Regions from separate parts of the Zea mays genome. Here all the other regions are linked to region 1. A link is a contact called in public Hi-C data. All regions are on one chromosome and are shown on one strand. Each heading gives the region's core, a stretch centred on a gene start, on an enhancer-like site or on the middle of the called end of the contact. The rest is flanking DNA. Distances are from core to core; before and after follow the strand shown. Region 1 holds the start of LOC111589982 (serine/arginine repetitive matrix protein 1). Region 2 holds the start of LOC100216601. Region 3 holds the start of LOC100275329.

What was found. A called contact is a pair of places that touch in the nucleus more often than the background predicts.
Region 2: a contact with region 1 is called in a Hi-C map of root tip, with 3 times the contacts expected there. The contact joins the promoter of LOC100216601 here to the promoter of LOC111589982 in region 1. A contact is called at or near these places in 3 of 25 Hi-C or Micro-C datasets (ear, root tip and tassel).
Region 3: a contact with region 1 is called in a Hi-C map of leaf, with 5 times the contacts expected there. The contact joins the promoter of LOC100275329 here to the promoter of LOC111589982 in region 1. A contact is called at or near these places in 2 of 25 Hi-C or Micro-C datasets (bundle sheath and leaf).

Annotation. Positions count from the first base shown.
Region 1 is chr8:142,313,222-142,317,835 of Zm-B73-REFERENCE-NAM-5.0, forward strand. It overlaps LOC111589982 (serine/arginine repetitive matrix protein 1), which reads right to left and starts at 1,764. Exons shown (of 1, transcript XM_023300920.2): 1 at 1-1,764. The coding sequence starts at 1,570.
Region 2 is chr8:142,590,888-142,595,414 of Zm-B73-REFERENCE-NAM-5.0, forward strand. LOC100216601 reads left to right here and starts at 1,559. Exons shown (of 2, transcript NM_001143014.1): 1 at 1,559-2,161; 2 at 2,260-3,744. The coding sequence starts at 1,574. The coding sequence ends at 3,597. LOC100280448 reads left to right here. Exons shown (of 10, transcript NM_001153368.1): 9 at 1-89; 10 at 197-367. The coding sequence ends at 362.
Region 3 is chr8:142,036,380-142,041,029 of Zm-B73-REFERENCE-NAM-5.0, forward strand. It overlaps LOC100275329, which reads right to left and starts at 2,368. Exons shown (of 1, transcript NM_001149429.2): 1 at 1,549-2,368. The coding sequence starts at 2,151. The coding sequence ends at 1,792.

The DNA.
Region 1 (4,614 bases), core at 514-3,013:
GGGGCCTCCTCTTGGCCTTCATGGTAATGCTCTTGCGCTTCTTCTGGTAGAACGTAGCGATGGCGGATGCTAGATCTTTGGCGCCACCCACGCTGCCGCTGCGCTTCTTCTTGCTGCGCGACACCGTCGAACGAGGCGGAAGCGGAAGAGGAGGCGGAGGGGGTGGCGTTCCAGGCGCGAACATGGACGGCGATGGCGGCGGCAATAGATTCCTCACCTCTTCCACTACTACTATCTCTTGCTCCAGTTCCTGTGGTCTCGGCAGTTTCTCGACGCTGTGCCGTCGTCGTCGAGGAAGCGCCGGCGGTGGAGGCGGAGATGGAGGTGGTGGAGCAGCAGGCACCATCACCACCGGCACTTTATGCTCGGGGACCATGTCCACCGCCACCGAGCTCCACCTCCTGCTCCTCGACGGAGCCACCGGCGCTTCCTGCTCCGGTATTACATCCACTGAGTTCCACCTGATGATCCTTGCAGGCGCCACCGCTGCCTGCCGCTCCGTTATCACGTCCACCGCCTCCGAGGTCCACCTCCTGTTCCTCGCCGGAGCCACCTGCGCCTCCTGCTCCAATACCATATCCAACGATTCTGAATTCCACCTCCTGAGCCTCGCTGCATCCTGCTCCGGCATGACGTCCACCACCTTCGAGTCCCACATCCTGCTCGTCGCCGGCGGCGCCCCGTGTTCCGGCATCACATCAACCACCTCTGAGTTCCACCTCCTGAGCCTCGCCGGCGCCAGCGCCTCCCCCCGCGGCGGCCTCTCCTCGTCCACCTCGTCGAGCCTCTGGACGCTCCTCCTCCGCCTCCGCGGCTCCCGAGGCTGCGAGGCCCGGCCGCGCTCGACGAAGGTGTCGACGGGGATGGTCTTGACCTCCGTCGTCGCCGTCCTCCCGTGAAGGTCGACGTCCCAGGTCCGCTCCGGGCGACGGGCCCGGTACAGCTCGGCGTCGTCGTAGAAGCGGCAGGTGGCCTCGGGGGCCCAGACGCCGTCGCTGCCGAGGCGCAGCGAGCTGCTGCTCTTCATCCGGCGGATCCCCCCCGAGGCGTGGGCGTGGTGGTTGGTGCGGGGCAGGGTGGCGTAGATGGCGGACATGGAGTCGTAGCCCTCCTCCTCCTCCTCCTCCAAATCCGCCGAGGTCGTAGTCGCCGCCGCCGTGGCGGGCGCCGAGGCCACCTCTCGATGACCGTCCTTGGCCGGCGTGGAAGTCGCGGCGGAAGAGGACTCCCCGTCGCCGCTGCCGCCGCCGCCTCTGCGGCCAAGGAGACCGCAGAGGATGGCGAAGAGCACGAGGCAGAGGTTGACGACGTCCCAGCCGCTCTTGAAGGTGATCCCGCCGCGGCGGTACCCTCCTTCTCCTCCTGCCCAGTGCATGCCGCCGCCGCGCCGCATCGCGGAGGGCAGGAAGGGCAGCAGGAGCAGCGCGAAGAGGAGCACGAGGACCCAGACCTTCGGCCCGCCGGGGCACGCATTGTCGTTGGCGTAGGCGTAGTGCGCGGGCGCGCTAACGCTGGTGGTCGGCGCTGCATGGTCCGTGGCGGCAGAAGGATTCGTCACCTGGGCGTCCATCGCAGCTCCTGCTCCTCCGCAGCTCTCTGTCTGTCGTTGGCTGGCTGCCCTGTTGTAGCTAGCTTCTTTGTTCTGTCTCCCTGACCTCACTGACACGGTGATATATATATACACGCGTACGTAAGGACAGACAGGCAGGTTTCGCTTTGCGGATGCTCTTCTCTGTTCTCTGATTGCTCGTCTAGGTTCCAAACGAAATGCCGCGTACGATAGGCTTTCCGCAAGCAAAAGCAATGTGGGATGCTGAATTTTTGACAAGCTGACAGGTAGATGCCGCAACGAACCATTCGTCAGACTTGTGCGGGAGCTGGGAGCAGGCAGTGCCGTGTGAGCGCCTTGCACTTGCCACTCCTCCGACCACATGTTGGCATGGCATGTTGCCCGTAACGAAGGTCCTCCGATCGGCGAGCGTTTCGGTGCGGATCGGGAGGAGCTCCCGAGAACCGGCCAGCATCCAGGCCATGAAATGAACGGCAAAGGTAACCGAATTCGGCTGCCTTCCGCCGCATGCACATTGTTCAGCTTCAGCATCCATTCCAGGCCATGAAATGAGCGTTTTGGAGCTTGCTGCCTAGGCTTGGCCTGATTGATCGAATGTTGACCAGCTGCAGATCCCAAAACCGTATCCCGTCCCGTCTGCAGCACGAAGCGTCCGTCCACCCCCAGCCCAGCCAGGCGTTTTTAGTTTGGGTTCTTTCAACCGGCAGCGTCAATCAATCAGGCCCTGGCGCCCTGCCTTTTTTTTGTTTGTTCCAGCCAGAGCCAGGCAGCCCCGGGTGCTCCGCTTGGCTCATCATCCACGCGACGACCAGATATGAACGAGAATGGACAGACCAACAGGAGTGCACGCTACTTCACTCGACTGATCTACTGCAATACACGCACTCCGCCCCGCCGTGCCCCTCTCCTGATCTCCGGCCCAGTATCTGGGCATGTGGTGGTCATCCCTACTACTACTCGTTCAAACGCTAGCTTCAGTAGGAAGGCCTGGTACTACTTGCTAAATAAAACAATACAAAACAAGAAGAAAGCTTGCGGGGTATAGTAGTACCAAGCGCAGGAACAGGATTCCTCCTGAAAACGCTACACGTCGCTCATGTAATTAGCAGGAACAGCACGAAGTCCCTGGGCAAGCATTGCTGGAAGAGAGTCCAGTCAACCGGGGGTGTAAGCCAACGACTGTTTTTAATGTCCTTCCTGATGATAACTCGGATCGTCGTACTAACTACCAACTCGCCGCAGCGCCAATAACCTAGGGGGGGCGTTGAGTATGCATCCGACCATCGTCTTTGTTTTCAGGTTCACAAATACTCCCCTAATACCTCTCTTCTCTTGTGCACATCATCGTAACTACACACAATAATTCAATGTGTATGTGTGTGTACAACTATCCGTGCTCGGAGAAGGTCGTGTACCTCAGTTTGATGCTAAGACACATTCAAGGATCCCGATACACAGGAAACTATTATAGGGCCTAGCTGTTGGGTTTGAGCCTCCATATAATTCGATAGACCCCTATAAGACTCGGGCCCTTTGGGTCCTAGGGCGCTCTAAAGGTCCGAGGTATTTTTTCGCACTTATGGTGCCTCGATAGGGTCCTTAGTGCCTCGGTACACTTCAATTATAACTAGATACGTGCACGTGTGTTTCTACGAAAGTAAAAAAAAAAATAGTATAAAATATATATACGGAACAACAAACATCGCTATGATAGGAAAAAACAGCGTGTGAAATTATCACCATAACACCAATATTATAATATTATTATAAATACACCGACTCAAATATAATGAACTGATGTCGAATAAACATTATTTTGTTCATATATTGATATGGTTTCAACATATCATCTAGATAGACCTCGTTTAAATGACAATCATTCCAAAAAAAAGACGTCGATCCTCCAGATTTTCGCAAATTACATAGATCGTGCTCCATGTTCATTTTCCAAACTAAAAGGATTAACCCAAAAGAAAGCATTTCAATACATTCTCCCAAACAGATAGGCAAATATTTATCAATACATAGATGACATGTTTGATGTTTCCTTTCTTGACACGAAAAATGTCGATCGATGAGAAACTAAAAACAAAATGAGATGAAACACTGGACTACTTGAAAGAATGCAAGGAAAGCAACAAAAAAAATGCTAAGAAGCTCAATTGCAACCTCACAGGAACCAAAACTTTAGAACTACATAAACAAATATGGCATATGTAGCAGCAATCAAGTTCAAAATAACTCTCTCGCATAGCTACAATAAATAATTAAGATACCAATCGTTGAAAACCAATAGAGCAGTTTACATCACTGCTAGTGATAGCCTGATAGGCAGCTAGGAAGCAAAAACCTTATTATAGGACAGGACAGCACAGCACAGCACAACGAAAATAGGCAAGAAGAGAAGACTCCATTTGTTCATATCTAGATGGCTCAAGTAACATCTGTATGTTCCAAAAAACAAAGACAAGTGCATAGTAGCAAGCACTCGTCAACTCTATGAGCACAAGAAGCTATAGTATTAAGACATATTATTCCATGGTAATTTTGTAAGGATCATGTGTAGTTACAAACCAGTGCAGACGTTAAAATTGCTAGAGTTCCTGTATGAATTCCTGAGTCATCTCAAGGTAGACCTTCAAATGCACCTTCATCCGCTCCTACAGACCATGAACAAAAGCATCAATATAGATCGAAGCGCCATACAGAAAGAAACACGAGCATCATACTATCATAGGATGGCATTCAACCAGACCTGAAAAATCCCATTCCCCGTAGAGGTCAGGATCGCCCTCGTTGCTTCGTATGTACACGTAGGGCGAGTGATTCCTCTCTGGTGCATCTTGCAAAACCCTAGATCATCCATTTCCATCGATGGATGTGAAATCATTAGTAGTCTAAGCATGAGCAGTCAATCAGAATCAGATGGCACTGATATGTTGCAGTCCGTGAGACCTCGACGATTGTCTTCACATTGAAAGGGTAATGTGCCCTTGGGCCAATTCTATATTGTTTTGGTGATTAAATGCTCAACACATTTTGTT
Region 2 (4,527 bases), core at 309-2,808, 280 kb after region 1:
TTCTTCCTTTTCGGATTAGCGTTGATAATCCAACTGAATAATGAAGGCATACAAACATTCTTCGAAGCCTTTTTCAGGGTGCCGAGATGGTAGTCGCACTTTTTACCTTGTCTCAGTTGGTCTTCAGAGAAATTCAGTGCGCTGAAGGCTACTACCTCCATGAAGTTTTTGATAACCACTATTTTTCCTTGAACAGGATGTGGCGAGGATTTCTTGGCTCGACCCTTTCATCCGTCGATCTCATACTATTCTCATTCTACATGTTTGCGATAGCTCCAAATCAATTGCGAATGAACCTTGTCAGGCATCTCCTCTCTGACCCAACTGGCTCATCCATGATCAAGACCTACCTGACCTTATAAAACCATTTGCACCAGGCTGCAAGAACTCTTAGAAACTGTACAGTTTTGTAGTTGTACATAAGTTAGAGAGGATCTGGGGGGTTACTTGGCGGCGGATCTAGGGGTTAGCAGCAATGCTATAATACACTGTAAATCTTTTATGGTTGCTATGGTGATTGGATAGAGAAGCACACCGTGTTGTGCACGATGGAAGAATAATAAGAGAGATCAGGTGATGGTCATGGTTCCTGCATTGGCCAATTTTAGGTTGCATTTGCTGTTTCAAGGCTTCTTACATGTCCAATCAATTACACCCTTATTTTAGGTTGCTCAATGCCAATTTTCTTGTGGAACAATATTTGCAAAAGCAAAAAAGGGAAAAACATAATTGGATGTGCAAGAATAGTATGAGGCTGTCCTTGCTCCTGCGCCATGGCATTTAGCTGCAAGATGTTGGGGAAGGAGAAGACCTGTAGGAGACTAAGGTTGGAGGCAAGGGAGAGAAAGGAAGGAGGGCAGGAGGAGAGGCGGAACAACCCGTCTCCCTCCATCTCTCTACCTTCTTCTCCTGCGCCCCTATCCATCGCTCGCACCACCCACTGACCGGCCGGCGGCATCCTTATTACCATAACATCACGGGACGGTGGCGCGATGCAAGGAGGCCCACTGAGCCCGGATGAGTACTGGGTGATATCGCCGCCGGCGCTGCTGCACCAGCCGGCGTCCACCATCGTCGTGGCCATCGACCGGGACCGGAACAGCCAACTGGCCGTGAAGTGGGTGGTGGACCACCTCCTCTCCGGCGCCTCTCATATCGTCCTGCTCCACGTGGCCGTCCATTACCACACGACCCGTACGTCGTTCATCTCCCGTACCCATTTCGCCAGTGCAGCAGCAGCAGCTGAGCTCTGGTTTGCTTGGACATGCGCAGATGGGTTCGCCATGGTTGAGACCACGCAGGGTGCGCTGGAGGCTGAAATGAAGGAGATCTTTGTCCCCTACAGAGGATTCTTCAACCGGAATGGGGTAAATGTAATAACAACAATAATGCAAAAAACATCCAAAACGTATCAAGATGATTATATTGTTGGTGAAATCGTATCGACGCTGCTGCTGCTAGCAGGTGGAAGTATCCGAGGTAGTATTGGAAGAGGCAGACGTGTCCAAAGCCATTCTAGGTTACATCACTGCAAACAAGATCCAGAGCATTGCGCTCGGCGGAGCCAACAGAAATGCGTTCACCAAGTATTCTTTTTTTTTCCCCATCATTTCTTTTTCGTCCAGATTGCACCGTCTCAGCTCTCGCCTCGGGCAGGAAATTCAAGAACGCGGACGTGCCGTCGACCCTGATGAAGTGCGCTCCAGACTACTGCAACATCTACGTCGTGGCCAAGGGCAAGTCCGTCAATGTCAGGCTCGCCAAGTGCGGCGTCCCGCCGATGCACACTGGCGCCGACATCGCTTCGGACACCGACTCCCTCCGGGAATCGGTGCTCTACATGCGACGCGGCTCCAGGGGGCACCTGCCGCGGGTGACGCCTGACGCCTGGCGCTCCATTGACGGGCGCACACCGCCGGAGCTATCCACGCGGCCACTGTTCCGCGAGCGCTTGCTCTCGTCATCGGCCACCACCAAGAACTTTGTCGTCCTGCCAGGAAAGGACAACTTCGAGACGTCCTCCCGCTCGGCGAGACACGACTCGTTAGGCGGCGACCTCGACTTCGGCCCGAGCACGCGCTTCTCCTACATAGACTTGGGCGAGAACCTCGATATGTCCACCACTCTCCCCGCTCTGGAACCCATGTCACCGGCCACCGGCGTGAGTCATACGTTCAATTCGTACTTGTTTGATTTCTTGCTATCCACCCTTGTCCCTTGCTGCTGACGGCTGACCTACGACATGTGGCGCGGATGCAGGCGCAGCGGGATACCGAGGCCGAGATGCGGCGGCTCCGGTTGGAGCTCAAGCAGACCATGGACATGTACAACGCGGCGTGCAAGGAGGCCATCAACGCCAAGCAGCGGGCCAAGGAGATGCATATGATGAAGCTGGAGGAAGCGCGTCGGCTGGAGGAGGCCAGGAACGCCGAGGAGGCTGCTCTGGCAGTGGCCGAGATGGAGAAGGCCAAGTGCCGCGCGGCCATGGAGGCCGCCGAGGCGGCGCAGAGGCTGGCTGACCTGGAGGCGCAGCGGCGCCGCAACGCCGAGGTGCGCGCGCGCCGGGAGGCCGACGAGAAGGTGCGCGCTCTGGATGCCATTTCCAACCACGACTTCCGGTACCGCAAGTACCACATCGACGAGATCGAGATGGCCACGGAGCGCTTCTCCGACGAGCTCAAAATCGGCGAGGGCGGCTACGGCCCCGTCTACCGCGCCTCCCTCGACCACACCCCCGTCGCCATCAAGGTGCTCCGGCCCGACGCGCACCAGGGGAGGAAGCAGTTCCTGCAGGAGGTGGAGGTGCTCAGCTGCATCCGCCACCCCAACATGGTGCTCCTCCTCGGCGCATGCCCGGAGTACGGCTGTCTCGTGTACGAGTACATGGACCACGGCAGCCTCGAGGACCGGCTGTTCCGTCGGGGCGGCACGCCGCCGCTCGCGTGGGCCCAGCGGTTCCGGATCGCGGCGGAGATCGCGACGGCGCTGCTGTTCCTGCACCAAACGAAGCCGGAGCCGCTGGTGCACCGGGACCTGAAGCCGGCCAACATCCTGCTGGACCGCAACTACGTGAGCAAGATCAGCGACGTCGGGCTGGCACGCCTGGTGCCGCCGTCGGTGGCGGACAACGTGACGCAGTACCGGCTGACGGCGACGGCGGGCACCTTCTGCTACATCGACCCGGAGTACCAGCAGACGGGCAAGCTGGGCGTCAAGTCGGACATCTACTCCCTCGGCGTGCTCCTGCTGCAGGTGGTCACCGCGCGGCCACCCATGGGGCTCACGCATCACGTCGAGAAGGCCATCGACGCGGGCACCTTTGAGCAGATGCTCGACATCACCGTCAAGGACTGGCCCGTCGAGGAGGCGCTCGGCTACGCCAAGCTCGCGCTCAAGTGCACGGAGATGCGGCGGAGGGACCGGCCGGACCTCGCCACAGTCATACTGCCGGAGCTCAACCGGTTAAGGAACCTCGGCCACGCGTACGAGGCACGCATGAGCGCCGCCAGGGCCAACGGTGGAAGTGGAGAGAGTGGTGCCCAGATCAGCGGGGACTCGACAACGGTGGGTGGTTCATGGGAAACGGCGGACAGCTAGCGGGCGGTCCGGTGATCGGTGTGGCCGGTGGCCCGGATGAGTCAGTTAGAGAGCGAGCTTTTTTTTTGATACGGGGGAGTTAAAAAATCCAAAAATCTTGGTGTATGTACAGTTCTGTCTATGAGAAATACTAACGCGTCTTGCAGTGCTGCTGCCTGCTGCCTCATCCTTTTGAGGGTCGTCATCCATGATCCATTTTTTTATTCTGTTGGCCCAACCTAGAAATTACGATTGCGTTATAATCGATCATCCTTTTTATTTGTCGTGGTTTAGTTAAAAAATAAACTAACGGCGACAAATATTCAAGAACATAGGTAGTATAGATCTAGTCTCTTATGAGAATTAAGTTATGTTTGGTAGAATATATCTGAGAAGCTAGTGAAAAGAAACTTCTACTTATTATCATTACCTATTCTTAGATTATTTTAAGAAGCAGCTGAACCTAGGACTAGATATTAAACCAACTCAGCTCAATCGAGTTCGAGTTGGCTCGTTTAGCTCGTAAGCGAGAGAGAAAAATAATATATATTTGTTAGCTAGAAGGGGAAGGTTCCAGTCAAGATTCCGGAGACATCGTTACTGTTAGAGGTCCGGTGCACCAGCCGAGACTAGATCTGAGCAAGATTCAACAAGAGCTAGTTGGAGGTTTTGGCTATAAATAGCCCCTTAACGAGCATCCTCTCTTCTCCATGTCACCAAAGACACCAAAGTGTCACCTAGCACATCATTCCTACGTATTAGAGAAACACACCAAAGTGATCTGAGTGCATATTCTTGTGAGATAGAGTTTGTGCTGCTGTGTGTGCTCGTGTTCTTGTTCTTTGGTGGTGTTCTTGTGCTCTTGCTACATTCTACTCCTCCCTCTTGTTGTTCATTGGAGTTTTAGCTCCCATAAACTTGTGTATGACTGCAAGAGACTCTGATCTGTGG
Region 3 (4,650 bases), core at 1,118-3,617, 280 kb before region 1:
ATGCCCTTAGTTATAGGCTAGTGGATTAGTTTGGAACCGAGATTGAATAGCTCTTTTGTAGTATAGATAGCAACACTTAATTAAAACCATAGTTGCACCTTGGGTTCTTTGCATGGATTTTGACTATGAAAAAAATAGAGTTCATATATAACTCCTTTAGCTTATTCTAAGGAGGGGATGCAGTCGTCTCATCAAATAACTTTGTGCAATACATATGTACATAAACTGAGTTGTATGGCGCATAAAGTTTTATGATAGATAAAGCTTCTTGATCCAACTCTCAATCACTGCCAGACATTATAGCAGGTTTAGCAGCCAAAGCTTTGTGAGCACCAAGTTATGTAACAACAACTTTCATCTGAATCTGCCACATGGGAAGACTGATTTTCCCCGTCAATTTTCTCAATATCAAATTTGGAAGACATTGTAAAAGATAAATTACAAGATAATAACAGATGAAATAAAACACGCTGTAAATAATCTGGTATGCTTCTAGGTTTAATTAGCAGAGGAATCTAGTAAAATAGTTAGCAGGAGGAATCCAATCATACAGTGACTTCTTGGGTAAAATCGATCGGAGAAAAAAAGATATTCGGTAAGATTAATTTCTCTTCGATCCATGCGTTGACTCTAATCTACTGATCTAGTATAAAATTGCATGCGCGCGGCAGCGCAAAGACTGGCATGCAGACGGCAGAAGGCGGGCGCAGTCGGCCGTGCAAGCGCGTAGAGCAGAGCAGAGATTTCTCAATAATGTAACGATAGGAGTCGCGCAAATTTGTTTCCATCTAGTCTATTCCTCTCAATTTGGCTCTGTATACACTATACCACCTGTTAGAGTTAGGATGTTATAGACACGAGATTTGTGTGAAAAACTCTTCCAATATAAAAGAAAAAAACTATTGAAGACAAATCTATCTGATGATAGAGGGTATAAGTACAGGAGTATCTATGTTTATAAATATGTGAAGTTTTTTTTAGGCACATCTAACGTTTACGTGTTTACCGGCTTGTGTAGTTGTGTTCGTGGAACACAAGGAAAAGAAAGGAATCGTGCAAACCATACATAGAACTACGTACTAGGCTGAACATAACATACATGGCATTAATTAATCGTGTTACACTGCTACAGATAGATTAATAATGTTAAATACTTAGCAAGAAGTCAAAAACAGAGGAGAGGCAGGATAGGCAACCAGTGGATCCACGAAAAGACGGAAGTCTCCATCTCCCTTCCGCGCACGCCAACCACACGACTCATTCCACTCACTCAAAGCTAATAAATTGCATCAAGCGCGCAATAATTGACCGACCAGAAAAGAAATCTGAGCAATAGCTTATGTATGTATGTATGTATACGTCTAAAATAAGCGCATGCTTTGAGAAAGAACAAATCGATTAAAACAGCAGCTGCTACTGCTGTAATACATAGAAACAAAATACCGTAAAAGTCATATGCATAGCCGGATTAAAGCAGCACCGCGGCGAATAAACCGACAACAGCAACCACGCACGCCCTGCCGTTTATCACTTGAACGATGGATTTGCCTTTACCATTTTGGTCTGAAACAACCCCTTGGGTTACATCTCATCAATACACATGACTGATTGGTGCTATCAGATCACCAACAACAACATCTAGCAAAGCCAACCAAGAAGAAAAATGGAAACACACACACTCTCTCTGATATATATACTGTATGCATGTACTCACCATGAATCCAGGATGATGATATGATATATCAAGCAAACATGCAGAGCCAAAACCATGGAGTATATATACTTTGAGGATCAGGACCACCCGTAGACGAGGTTTAGGTAGCGGTCCTTGATCCACTTGAAGCTCTTGCGGAAGGAGCCCTTCATCTTGCCCTCCACGCCGTACGCCTTGTACGCCGCCACCCGGCGCTTGCGCTCCATGTCCGGGTCCGCCAGCGCCAGCCACCGCCGCTTCGACTTGCTCCGCTTCATCTCTTCCCCCGCCCCCGCCCCCGCCCCGCCGTACTCGTACTGGTACGCGTAGGACGACGTCCCCATCCCGCTGCCGCCGGCGCTGTAGGAGTAGGACCGGAAGTCCGGCCGCGCGCCGCCTCCGTCGTAGTACGGCTCGATCTGCATGCGCCCGCCCGCGTACGACTTGGATCGGTCCATGGCTACCAGGCAGCAGGCTATGGGCGGTCGAGGCAGAGGAGGGGAAGAGAGGCCCTGATGACGGCTGGGTTGTTGGGACGACGAAGCAGAGTAGAAATGGAGGTGGAGGCTGCGCGCGGTGGTTGCGAATATGTGCGCCACTCGATTTGATTGGATGGAATGAAATGGAAAGGCGGAGTCGTATCCTGCTGTCGTGTGTATCCAATTCCAAGCGCGCAGTTTTGTCAACTGTCTCGTGTTCAAATATTGCCAGTTGACGTGAGATTTTTTTTTTCTCCTCAAATAATCCTAGATCTTTTTCCTCTTCCGATGAGTTCTACTCAGAAAAAATACAATTCTAAACGTAGTGTTGTGTTTTAATATTTTAAAATTAACCAATTATTATATATAAAAGTATTAATATTTATAAGATCAAATTAATACCATTAGATTAAAATTAATTTAAAATCATAAATATGAATACTCTTTATTATGCACTTAAATTTAGTGGAAACCACGGTATCTGATATATAATCTATAGTTTTATTTTCTACAGTACCGAGGGAAGTATCTTATCTTAGAAGAAAAAAATGCGACATGTTTTCAAATAATGTAGAGGCGCCGGCTGTACGAGTGTTGTTGATGTGCTGACTTGATTTAGGGCGTGTTTGTTTGAGATTATAATCTATCTAGATTATATAATCTAACAACTTTTGAACTAAGAGTTAGTTCAAAAATTGTTGGATTATATAATCTAGGTGGATTATGATCCCAAACAAACACCCCCTTAATTTGATTTGAAGCGGGGCAAGGCAAATTGTTGCCGTGGCAGACTCGCAGCGGCAGTGGTATACATGTGCTGCTGACGTATTAGACCGTCTCCAGCAGTTTATCCAAAGTTTATCACAAAAATATTGTTTTGCACTATTCTGAATTGTAGATTGTATTGTTCGCATAGTAAAGTTTAAATATAAATATGGGGATGAATAATCTGTTAGAGATAGCCTTAGACTGATTGATTTGTTCGTGGTCGGCTGGCTGACGCGGATAGTATTCTGAAGCGTGATAGGTTGCAAGGAGGACTTATTACGCGGATAGTATTATGAAGTGTGATATGGTTAGGTTGCAAGGAGGACTTATTTTTTTTAGCTTTTTAAATATTTATATTTAGTTCTCTACACATTTTAATTTTGCTTTGATCATAGATTCAACGTTATGGATCACAACATCGAGGTATCATCGATGTATCATGTCTTGACGTCATGACTCACGACCTCAAGCTGTTTGGCGTGGCATCGATCGTAACGGTAACCTCGCGCTAACTTAGCACCGAACTTAACACCACAACTTCATCTAGTTCTTTCTTTATTTTTTTCTCTCACACACATTCTCTCTTTTTGTGAGCGTCTTTGTGCATGCTTGTCGGTGGCTCGTCTGGCCACTGTCACCCTGTCATCCCCGCGCCTTTCCATCGTGGGCGACATCCCCCATCTTGCAGCACCGCCTCCTAGCCAGATCGCTTGTCCACCCACCTCCCTGCATGTCATCCTCTATGTAGGCGACATCCTCATCACCACAATGGGCCACCTTCGTGTTGCCACCTGGTTGTCCTATGCCTCCCTGCTTCAGTCGATCGTCCACCTCCTTTCCATTCCGCCCACTCGCCTATCGGCCTCCTTGTCGTGTTTGCCCACCCACCTCCACATTGTGGTTGTCCGTGATGAACATAGAGGTGAAGAATTTACAAACTCAATAATCAACAAGCGCCATGGCCTTGTAGCTCTCCCTCCCAATTTTGTTCTAGTGAAATTTCTAGCCTAACAGTCCCTAGTTCACCTTTATGCTAGCCCCTAGTATACTATAAAAGTTAGATGAGATGATGTGGAATATGTTGAATATCCCATTATGTTGCTGTACTACTCTTTTTATAAAGCAAGGGAAGAGATAGGATTGCATATCGATCGTACCATGGACCCCGATCAACTGTGGTCAAATAACATCAATCTTATCATGATCATGGAGTCATACATAGTGCCATACCTTCCGTTGTGTCACAATATCGAGGATGTCCTACTGCAACAGTAGACATACCTGTTGTAGAGGCTAGTTAGGCTTGTTGTATCATGACTACTTAAGTCCACACTATTGGTATGGTGTACCTGGTAACTCATGAAAAACATGTACTTTACAATACTTCCTAGTACTCTAGTGCGCTCAAACATGGCTACAGGGTTAATGGCATCTATCGAATAGTAGTTGTTGAGTACGGTTATTGCTTATGTCGTGGCACTAATGTGCTTATCAGGCTGTAACATTGCACATCAAAGATGTTGGGAGTAGATCTTGAACATGGCATTGTGTCTTCAAAGGTCATCCTACCCTTGGGGTAGTGGTCTGCTATATTCTCTTGGCTTACAACTACTCCCATACTTAGTTGATTTAGGAACCCCTTGTCCTCTCGGGAAGCCCTAGGCCCCAAGGGGCCCTCGAGACCTGGCCATTTGAATTATTTGAGGCTAG